Linked DNA regions of Pan troglodytes: all the other regions are linked to region 2. The links are chromatin contacts, called in public Hi-C maps. All regions are on one chromosome and are shown on one strand. The core of a region is the stretch at or near the end of the contact, and the rest is flanking DNA. Distances in the headings are between cores, read along the strand shown. Region 1 has its middle 42 kb from the start of KRR1. Region 2 holds the start of PHLDA1 (pleckstrin homology like domain family A member 1). Region 3 has its middle 120 kb from the start of KRR1.

Region 1 (3,402 bases), core at 117-2,616, 480 kb before region 2:
CTCAGATCCAAAAATCAAGTTTATACTCAAAGGAAGATAATTTATATTATGCTTCATGGTTACAATTTCACATAACCTTACCATTTGTATCTACTTGCAATTCTTTAGACTAGGCTGGTTAGGTTCAACCAAGCCTGGCTTATAAAGAACCTGAGGGAGAGAGAGAGAAAGAAAGAGAAAGAGAACGAGTCTATACACTCTGATGCGAACTCTGATTTTTCTGTCTCCAAGGGGATTTCTTATCCCAGAGAGGAATTTTCCCCATTCCTTGGGTTGTTCTCCTAATCTATCAAATCCTCAAATCATTAAGTCAGTTCTAAAGTGTGGTTGCAAAAAATGCTTTGAACAATGGTAACACCGTTGGCACGTGAATATAGTCTCCCAGAAAAGCCATATTCAAATTTCTGACATTTTCACAAGTGTAAGTTCTGATATATTCATTTAAAAGTCTGTTCGAATTTGTATCTTAAAACAACCTTGTGTGTTATTTCTAAATCTCTTATTTTCAAAAGAAACAGGCTCAGAAGGTTTAGGGACTATAAATATTCATTGACATTGGTTCAATTGCCAAATCAGTATTACAGTAGGTCAGTATCAAATCATGAAGAAATACGCAATGAACTCAGAAGCATGGTGGAAAAAAAAAAAAAAAGCCCCTATGTGTATGGCGTTATCAATGTAAGGTTATTTTCACATTTTGGACATATTTTTCAAACTCAGAAATTCATTCCATATTGATTCTGTTTTTTCATAACATGCCAAAATGAAATTCTAAAAACTCAATGTTACTTCTTCAGAGAAGCCTTTATTCTCTCTGTCCCTCCAGACTATAAATGGTTTCTTTCTGTGTTCCACCAACACTTGGCTTATGACTTTTTTTTAACATTGGCACATTACTTTCTAGTTGTTTATTTGTATCAATCTCCAATTTATACACTATGAGTTCCTTGAGGGCAGGGGCCCCTTCTGGTTCCCCTTTTCTAGCCCATAGCATGGTGCCCAGTACATAATAATATGTTCAACAAATGTTTGATGATTGAATATATGCAGAAAATTTAAATTATGAGACAGTGTAAATAAATAAAAAGGAAAAGGAGTTTACAACATATAAACACACAGCCAGCCCAATCAAATGATTATCTATCTATCGTCTTCTCTTTATCTCTCAGAAAAGTGTCAGGCATTTTGATTCAGAAATTCTAAACAGCATGCAGCCATAGCCACCTCAGAAGGACCTGAGCTGAGGACACCGCCTGAGGATTATGGTTGTTAATAGAATTATTTTTAGTCCCTCTGTTTAGCTGAATGCATTCCTTTGTGGGGAATTTAAAGTGCTTCATTCACATGTCCGCTTAATTGTCACAATCCTGTGGCTGTGTAGGGACAAGATTAGCACTGCATTTCATGAATGAGGAAGCTGGAGAAGGTTGACTCATTGAAGGCCACTCAGGTAGCTCTTAGGAAAGAGAAGATTGGAAATGCTTTTCTTATTCTTGGTGTTTCTGCTGTGTGGAACTGCCACTGATTTTAGCATCAGAATAATCAAAGCTTGACTGCCACTGAGAGATCCAAACATTCACAAACCTGAGAGTCTTGGTGGCTAAACTGCCACAACCAAGAACATACTGAGTCAGATCCTTTTTACCTCCTAATATGTGAGGCCTGAAGCTCAGTTTCTGTGAATTCCTTCCTTGGAAACAGCTACGTAATTTTCGGGGCCCTGTGCAAAGTAAAACTGCATGCTCCTTGTTCAAAAAGTATGAAGAATTTTGGGAAGCTTTCTGCAGATCATTCAATGAAGCATGCAGGGCATTTCTGAGGTTCCTCATTCAGGCAAGTAGCTTTTTTCTTGCTCTTCTATCATCGCCCAGATCTTCATCAAGTTTTACTTAACTATTACTCCTAATATCTTCTATTTTCTTTACTTTATTCAGTGAACCTCTATGCTGGCATTGGGATGAAATTCCTAAAATAAAAATCTGTTGAGGTCATTACCTTGTTAAAAATCTTTCAAAGATTATTTCTTATCTCCTAGGTAAAGTAAAACTTCTTATGCTTCTCTTTCGGTTATTTACTGGCATATAAAAAAACACCCAAAACTCAGTAGCTTAAAACAGTCACTATGTATTTGCTCACAATTCTGGGTTTGGCAATTGAAGAAGAGATCAGCTGGGATACTTTGTCCCTGCTCCCTAGGGTATTGCTGGGCTCACTTATGTATTTTGTGGTCAGGTGACAGTTCAGCTAGCGACTAGCTGGTCCCAGATGGCAGTTGACTAGGGCTTTCAGCTAGTGTGCCTCAGTTTCCCTCCACATGGGCTCTCCAGCAAGCTGGCTGGGATCTTCTCATAAGGGAGCTGGATTTAAGATAGTAAAACTGAAAGCTGGAAATGCCTCTTGAGGCTTCAGCTCATAAATTGCACAATGTCACCTCTGCCACATTTTATTCGTCAAAACAGATCACGAGACCAGCCCAGATTCAAGATGTTGGAGAAATAAATTTTACCTCCTGAAGGAAGGAATAGCAACATTACATTGCAAAGAGGATGTCTACAGGGTTGTGAGAAATTTGTGGCTGTATTTTGTAATACCTTAGTAACACCTTGCCTTGCATTCTTCATGACCTACACTTACTGACCTTTCCTTCTTTGTCTCCCGTTACTCTCAAAACACAATATTGTTTTGGTAATTATGATGATAATGATAACAACAACAGATACAGATATTGATATTATCTTTGTGTCAGGCATCATAACTCATGTGCATGTATCATGGCACTTTATCCTCCAAATTCCCTATAATGCAAGTAAATGGATATTTTATCCCCATTTTAGAGATGAGGAAACTGAGACATTCAGGAGCTTACTAGGTCTCACAACAAAAAAGAACCTAAACTGGGATTCAAACTCAGGTATGCATGATTCCGACATTCATTAACATTGTACCATGCCACACAGCTATACCAAAGTGTTTCTCTTACTTAATGTGTATTCACATGCCTTTATGACATTCACATGCTATTCTCTTTGCCTGAAAAAGCCTATATCTATCTCTTTCCTTGTCTTCCTTTCCTGTTTCATCCCCTTCTTCACACACAACAGAAAAGCACATACACAACTCTTTATGAAAACGTTTCTGACTCTCCCAGGCAGAGTTAGGTGTCCCACTGCATGCAGATCTGCTTATCTGTTTCTTCTTGAGCATTTACCTTTTGACATAGGAATATTGTCTTATTTTTCTTTCTTTTTTTTTTTTTTTGAGATGGAGGCTCACTCTGTCACCCAGGCTGGAGTGCAGTAGTGTGATCTTGGTTCACTGCAACCTCTGCCTCCCGGGTTCAAGTAATTCTCCTGCCTCAGCCTACTGAGTAGCTGGGATTACAGGTGCGTGACACCTCACCGG
Region 2 (3,249 bases), core at 569-3,068:
TCCGTTTCCAGCCGCGCGGGCCGGGGGCAGCAGCAGCAGCCTCGCGCCGTCCTCGCCCCAGCGGCTCCCACGGCCGCCTGCCCGGAGCGCGCAGAGGAGGCTAACACGCAGGAGGCAGAGCGGCGGCGGCGGCTCTGGGTCCCGGCAGAGGGACAGCCGCGTCCTGATGCGCCACAAGGTCCCGGAGCTCCGAGCTGCCGGGCCTCTGCCGTCCTCTTGCGAGCGCTCACTGAAGGGCACTGGCCGGGCCCCCTCGCGGCGCTTTTGAATGGGCCATCTTCCCCACCCCCGAGTGACACCCAGCGGAAAAGGCGGCTCCTGGCGCCCGCACCGCGGGGGAAAGCCCAGCTCCAAGAGGCGCTCGGCAGCCGGCGCACGCCTCATTAACTTGGGGCCTTTCCAAAGCCGGCTGCGTCCACGCCCTCCAGTGTCTCTTGCTCCGCCTCTCGCCGCCCACTTGCTTCCGCGCTTGTTCCCCTGGAAGGCGACCCGGACCCGAGCCCCGGAAACTCCTCTCCTCTACCCAGGGCGATCGCCCAAGGAGCCCTGGCTGCCTGACTACTGCCGACGCTCACAGGGCGCTGCGAGGCCATCCCCCGCGTCCCGCTTCTCCCCGGCCCGCGGGACTCTCTGCTAACAGCCTCAGAAAGTGAGGACGGGGGCGCGGAGGCGGGGGCAGCCTCCAGGCAGTGCTGCCTCTCGGTTCTTGGGAATTAGCCCGGGGGATTCGCGCTGGGCTCCGAGAGCCCGCAGAACCAGCGTCGTGTCCTGGGCGAGCTAGGAGGCCGGGGCCGAGTCCCGCGAGTCCCGCGAGTGTGCCTCCCCCGGACGCCTAGGTAAACAACTGAGCGCACAGAGGCCGAGAGGACATCGTGTCTTCCCACGCATATTCGCTCACGGTCACTAAGTAGCTCTTCTTGGAAAGAGGGCGATTGTTAAAGCAATAGTGCGACTGTCGGGCTTGCCACGGGTGGAGAGAGGTGGACCCACGTCAGGTCGCATCTCGCCTTTTTCTCGACCCCGACCGCAGGCGCTAACCCGTCTTCGGCTTTCTTCTTGACCCGTACGGTGTGCAACGTCTCTTAAAACAGTAACTCAACTCTCTACAAACCGGGGTAATATCCGGTGCTGAGATCCCACACTGCAAGGCGCAGTTCCAAACGTCTGGTCGGCCTCGCAGGTCCCTCTTTCCAAGGCCTAGCCAGATCTTGGTTTTGGAATCTCATTTATCTGTGACCTGGGGAATGCAATACCCCCAGCTCCCTCCTACTCCTACATTTAAACAATGCCTATAGAAGCCGCTTCCTGGGAAGTAAGGCATAACCGAGACCTAGCCTCCCGGTAGGGAAGTTCATCCGTTTAGTAAACAGCCCCAACTACGTGCGGACCCTCACGGGGATACGAAGAATTCAACCAGGGCTGGACAAGTCAGAGTGGGCCAAGGTAAGAGTTAGGGCTGCTACTGTGCCCACGTTGGAACAGATAGATTAGTTCATCTGCTAGTTGTGTGGCAAGAGCAAAGAATTCAAGAGGGGAAGAGAAAGTGAGAGGAGCTTAGAGAGCTAAGCAAGAATCGAATCCTTTGTGTGTCATGGTAAGAAATTCGAACTTAATACCAAGGTAGTCAGAACAAAGGACAACTTTTATACACGAGGGCGTCCTGAATATTCATCTAAGAAACAATGTCTGATCAAACGGGACAATCCAGCCAGCAATCCGGAGTCCCACCGGATTATGCTTGGCCAGCTTTCTAGCCTTCACATTGTTAATTTATTAGCAATCTTTTCAGGAGAAAGGCAATTATTAAAATTATGTGGACTTCTAGTAAAATTATCTCAAAGATTTACAATTATGTATACCAACAACAAAAAAACTACATGTTTTCTGCTCCCCTGCCTTTGTAGGACAAGTGAGCATTCCAGAGAATTTCTCCATGACCAGCTGTTCATTCTTGTAAGAGGATGACATTCTTCAGCTCATCTGGAGAGGATACTTCCTTTAAGTCTGTTATTCACAGTCTCCAAGGGCAGGTGTAGTTGGGAAAGACATTTCATATGGAAAAACAAACTTGATAGGGTAAAAAAAAAAAAAAAATGAGATGTAATCTGGAGCCCCAAGTCATTTTCTTAGGAGAAACTCAAATGTGTTTGGTGTTATCTAACCTTCTGCAGTTTATCAGTCTGAAACAAATGCATTCTATTCTCATTTGAAAATGTCTGAACAGCCACCAATTTTCAAAATCACCCATTTAATTATAACTAGAGACTTTAAAGCCCAGAATTTGCAGTTACGTATTTCAGAATGATTTAGTAATTTTGTGAGCAGCTCAGAGGTTAAGTCTACAATGTCTGACTACGGTGCATTATAGAAAATATCAGTAGTGTAAGGATCCCGTAGATTGGTGATAACTTTGCTCTTAATTTGTTATTTCAACAGTTACCACCAACAGTTGGTGACTTAACAAATTAAAAGCATAGTTGCCATATGCTCATATTTGGCAAATATGTCAAAATGGCCATATTTGCCAATTTTTAAAGACAATAAATTCACAGAAAATGCATTACAGAAAATAACTTAAAAAAAAAAAAAAAAACAACTTTTGGGCCAGGCATGGTGGTTCACACCTGTAATACCAACACTCTAGGGGGCTGAGGTGAGAGGATCCCTTGAGCCCAGGAGTTTGAAACCAACCTGGGCTACATGGCAAGGCCTCCCTCTACAAATGTAAAAAAAAAATTAGCTAGGTGTGGTGGCATGCACCATGTAGTCCCAGCTACTTGGGAGGCTGAGGTGGAGGACTGTTTGAGCCCAGAAGTTCAAGGTTGCAGGAGCTAGGATCGCACCACTATACAAGCCTGGGTGGCAGCAAGACCCTGTTTAAAAAAAAAAAAAAATTCAGCTGTATATGCAATGAAAACCTACAAGTCACTGAAAAGTTACTGAAGTTTAGAAAACTAGCCAACAAAATCATTGCTTTGGTAAACAAATTTGAAATGGCTAATTGAAAGTACATTTTACAGCTGGCAATATAAAGTTATCTATCAGCAGCACTGGACAGTTCATTTTCTTCTCTTGGATAAAGTTTATCACTTGGCTTCATGGACATCACTCAGTTTTCCTTTACATCTCCAGTGTCTCCTCTATGAGGTGCTTTCTCTTCTCTCCAAACTTTTAATGTTGGAATGCCCCAAGTCTTTGTCTTTGGCTCTCTTCTTTATCTACACTCATTCCCTTGTTGATATCCAGTCT
Region 3 (3,252 bases), core at 337-2,836, 400 kb before region 2:
AAAGGAATTAATCCCAGCTATACACAACAATAATGATGAATCTCACAAATATAGTGTTGAGCAAAAGAAGCCATACACAGAAGAATATATACTGCAGGCCTTTATATTGCTTTTAAAAAGATGCAAAATCAAGTTAAAGTGCTTAGAAATGCATTCTTAGGTGGAAAACTATATAGAATATCAAAGTAATTAGCATAGTAGTTAGCATATTGACTATTTTTGAACTGGTAGTGATTGGAAAGCTGCAAGGGGGGCTTCTAGGGTATAAGAAATGCACACATTCATCTGGTAGGTGACAATCACATGAGTTTTCTCTGTAATCACTGAGCTATATATTTTAAAATTTTGTCTACTTTTCTTTCTGCATTATTTCACAGTGGAGAAAAGTTAAAAGAAAAGAAGCAGATGAAATAGTCTGTCAATTCATGTTAAAGTGCTGCAAAAAGATCAAATGGAATGAGAAAAAAATAAAAGCTTTAACATTTGATAGTTACAGGTAATGTGCAGCCTTTGGAAGTTTCAGGGAAGTCACAGGGAGAAGAAGTAAAAGAGCCAGCAGTCAAGAGTTAAAGATAAGCAGATAACAGGAAGCAGAGAGTAAGTCCCGCCTACTCCACTTTGGAGGGAAAGAAAGAAAAAGGCACAATGATAGCAAGGAAGGATGATGCTACTATTTTATTTTTTGGTGTGTTTCTGTTAAGACTGAAAGGATTTGTGAGTACCTTAGTGGACAAAGAAAAATGAACCAGTAGAAAGGGAAACTGTAAAAAATATAACAGAGATGTGATGATTATTGGATCAACACCCTCTACACTGTGGCCTCCAAACTAAACTGTTTTACATCTCCTCCTGCCCTTTGTCCCAACATTTCACAGAGCATGTGGGAAAGGAAGTCAAAATAAGAGAAATAAGAGAAAGCTACATGCTCCATTGTCCATCACCAGTTCCCCAGCCGAGAGTAGATTGGAGTGAAGAGAAAGGGAAGTTTTGCCTCGAATAAGGGATTAACATTCTGAAATAAATTGTCCTTGAGTTTGGAAGGCTTGAAAATGGATTTTTTTTTTTATGCCTGAAATTGCCCTAAGAAGCAGTGAGATTCACTGGTGGTAAGGCAGAGGGAAGGATGAGGCCAAGGTTCAACCAAACTTAAAGGCAATTAGGCAAAAGGAATAAGCTTTAGTGATCTATTGTACAGAATGACTGTAATAAATAACAATGCACTACATATTTCAAAATTGCTCAGAGAGTAGACTTTAAATGTTTTCACCACAAACAAACGGTAAGTATGGGAGCTGATGAATCTGTTAATTAGCCTTATTTAATCATTTCGCAATGTAAACATAGATCAAAATATCACTTTGTACCCCATAATATACACAATTATTATTTGTCAATTAAAAATAACATTTAGAAAAAAACTTAAAGACAATAATGAGAGAGAAAAAAAGCTGGCTAGTGATTTCTCCTGTAGTGGATGCTGTGGTTTTCCACCTAGTCTCTCTCCATAACCTTCTCGGGGCTGAAGCTCTCATTTCTCCAGTATTGTGGGTGTTGGCAGCTGCCTGCTCTTAGCTTTCTCAGGGTTGCCTAAAGCCAAAGACAATCACCCTTCTGAGGTCATACTTCCTTCCTGTGTCCCATGACTGGCCTGTGTAGAACACTGTGAAGGGCCCACCTGATTCCAGAGCTCCCTATGGAATGAAGTGAGGCCTTGGCCTTGACTGCCATTCAGCTTATCCTTTTACCCCAGGATTTCTCAAATTCAGCACTATTGACATTTTGACCTGGATGATTCTTTGTTGTGGTGGCCACTCTGTATATTACAGGGTATTTAGTAGTGTCCTTGGCCTCTAACCACTAGATGCCAGTATGTCTCCAGATGTTGCTAAATATATCCTGGGGTTCCAAACCTTCTCAGTTGAGAACCATGATGCAATCCTGCCCTTTTGACAGTACCTCCTGAGGCGCTGATCCTAAGAGCATTCCCCAATAAACTTCCTGCATACAAATCACCAGGTCTGTAGCACACGCAACAAATTCAGTTTACTCAATAAACACGTGTTTATTTATTAGTAAAGTATACCTGTACTACTGTAATTATATCATAAACACTATAGAGCATAAACAAAGAATAATTTAAGGTGAGATAAAAAAATAAACATAATTAGTAGTTCTAGCATTTTCCCCTACTCCTCAAAAGAATGTTTACTAGCACCTTCTAGGGAGCCTAAACCGTACATTGGAGACCAGTACCCTGGGAGCTGGGAGACATCAACAAAAAGAATGTAGGTGGAGTGTTCAGCCTTACTAACACTGAGTTAAGGGAAAACAGGGAGGATACTTAAAATAAAAATACTAGGGGTGACATGGTGATGGGCGGCAAGGTGGAAAAAGTCTGGTTTATATCCAGATGGTATTGATCACTTCAATAGGTATTAGATAAAAGGGACTTGTAGCTAAATAAAAGTCATGTCTTACAGTGTCTACAAATTACCTACTTAAATTCCTATGAAAAATAAGTAAAACGAAACTTTAAAAGGTAGCAAAGGCAATGAGAAGTAAAGATAAGAAAGACCATGAATCAAAAGTTCAGAGGGAATTGCTTTTAGTTGTATCATTATTGGTAGGCCAGGCGCAGTGGCTCGCGCCTCTAATCCCAGCACTTTGGGAGGCTGAGACATGCAGATCAATTGGGCCCAGGAGTTTGAGACCAGTCTGGGCAACATGGTGAAACCCTGTCTCTACAAAATATACAAAAATTAGACTGCTGTGGTTGTACGTGCCTGTAGTCCCAGCTACTCAGGAGGCTAAGGTGGGAGGTTCACCTGAGCCTGGGGAGTGAGAGGCTGCAGTGAGCCATGATCGTGCCACTGCACTCCAGCCTGGGTGACAGAGACTTTGTCTCAAAAAAAAAAAAAAAAAAAAGTATCATTATTGGATTATAGATAAATTCTTGAACTTCCAACACATTCTTTTACCTCTAAACTTAACATTAGGCCATCACAACATTTTATGAGCTTATTAAAATAATACCATACCATTAGAAATAAAATTTTTAGAGATTCACATAGAAATTGACAGATAATTGTAGTAAGATACTTCATTCCATTATCAGTCCATTTTAGATGAAGTAGTAAAAATAAATGAGATATAGGCTTTGAATAATGTTAAGTAATAATGTTGAAAACATGCTTTTTCCCATTTACATTTAAGGCCTAAGTTTCTAACCACACTTGGAGCATTCTTCAGCTT

Evidence for each region. Hi-C and Micro-C count contacts between places; a contact is called where the count stands out from the background.
Region 1: a Hi-C map of stem cell-derived neural progenitor cells shows a contact between it and region 2, with 5 times the contacts expected there. The contact joins the enhancer-like site here to the promoter of PHLDA1 in region 2. A contact is called at or near these places in 2 of 7 Hi-C or Micro-C datasets (blood and stem cell-derived neural progenitor cells) and 1 of 1 datasets of contacts at active chromatin or transcription factors (stem cell-derived excitatory neurons).
Region 3: a contact with region 2 is called in a Hi-C map of induced pluripotent stem cells, with 2.8 times the contacts expected there. The contact joins the enhancer-like site here to the promoter of PHLDA1 in region 2. A contact is called at or near these places in 3 of 7 Hi-C or Micro-C datasets (induced pluripotent stem cells and stem cell-derived neural progenitor cells) and 1 of 1 datasets of contacts at active chromatin or transcription factors (stem cell-derived excitatory neurons).

What each region holds. Positions count from the first base shown.
Region 1 is chr10:82,320,670-82,324,071 of NHGRI_mPanTro3-v2.0_pri, forward strand. No RefSeq gene overlaps it. Among named protein-coding and RNA genes, the nearest start is that of KRR1, 42 kb to the left of the region's middle. Within about 2 kb of position 1,367, at least 3 of the 24 cell types and tissues checked have an H3K27ac peak or open chromatin away from gene starts, as enhancers often do. A contact at or near this core is called in stem cell-derived neural progenitor cells, where this site is marked.
Region 2 is chr10:82,795,803-82,799,051 of NHGRI_mPanTro3-v2.0_pri, forward strand. It overlaps PHLDA1 (pleckstrin homology like domain family A member 1), which reads right to left and starts at 1,819. Exons shown (of 2, transcript XM_001161528.7): 1 at 1-1,819. The coding sequence starts at 384.
Region 3 is chr10:82,394,950-82,398,201 of NHGRI_mPanTro3-v2.0_pri, forward strand. No RefSeq gene overlaps it. Among named protein-coding and RNA genes, the nearest start is that of KRR1, 120 kb to the left of the region's middle. Within about 2 kb of position 1,587, at least 1 of the 24 cell types and tissues checked has an H3K27ac peak or open chromatin away from gene starts, as enhancers often do. A contact at or near this core is called in induced pluripotent stem cells, where this site is marked.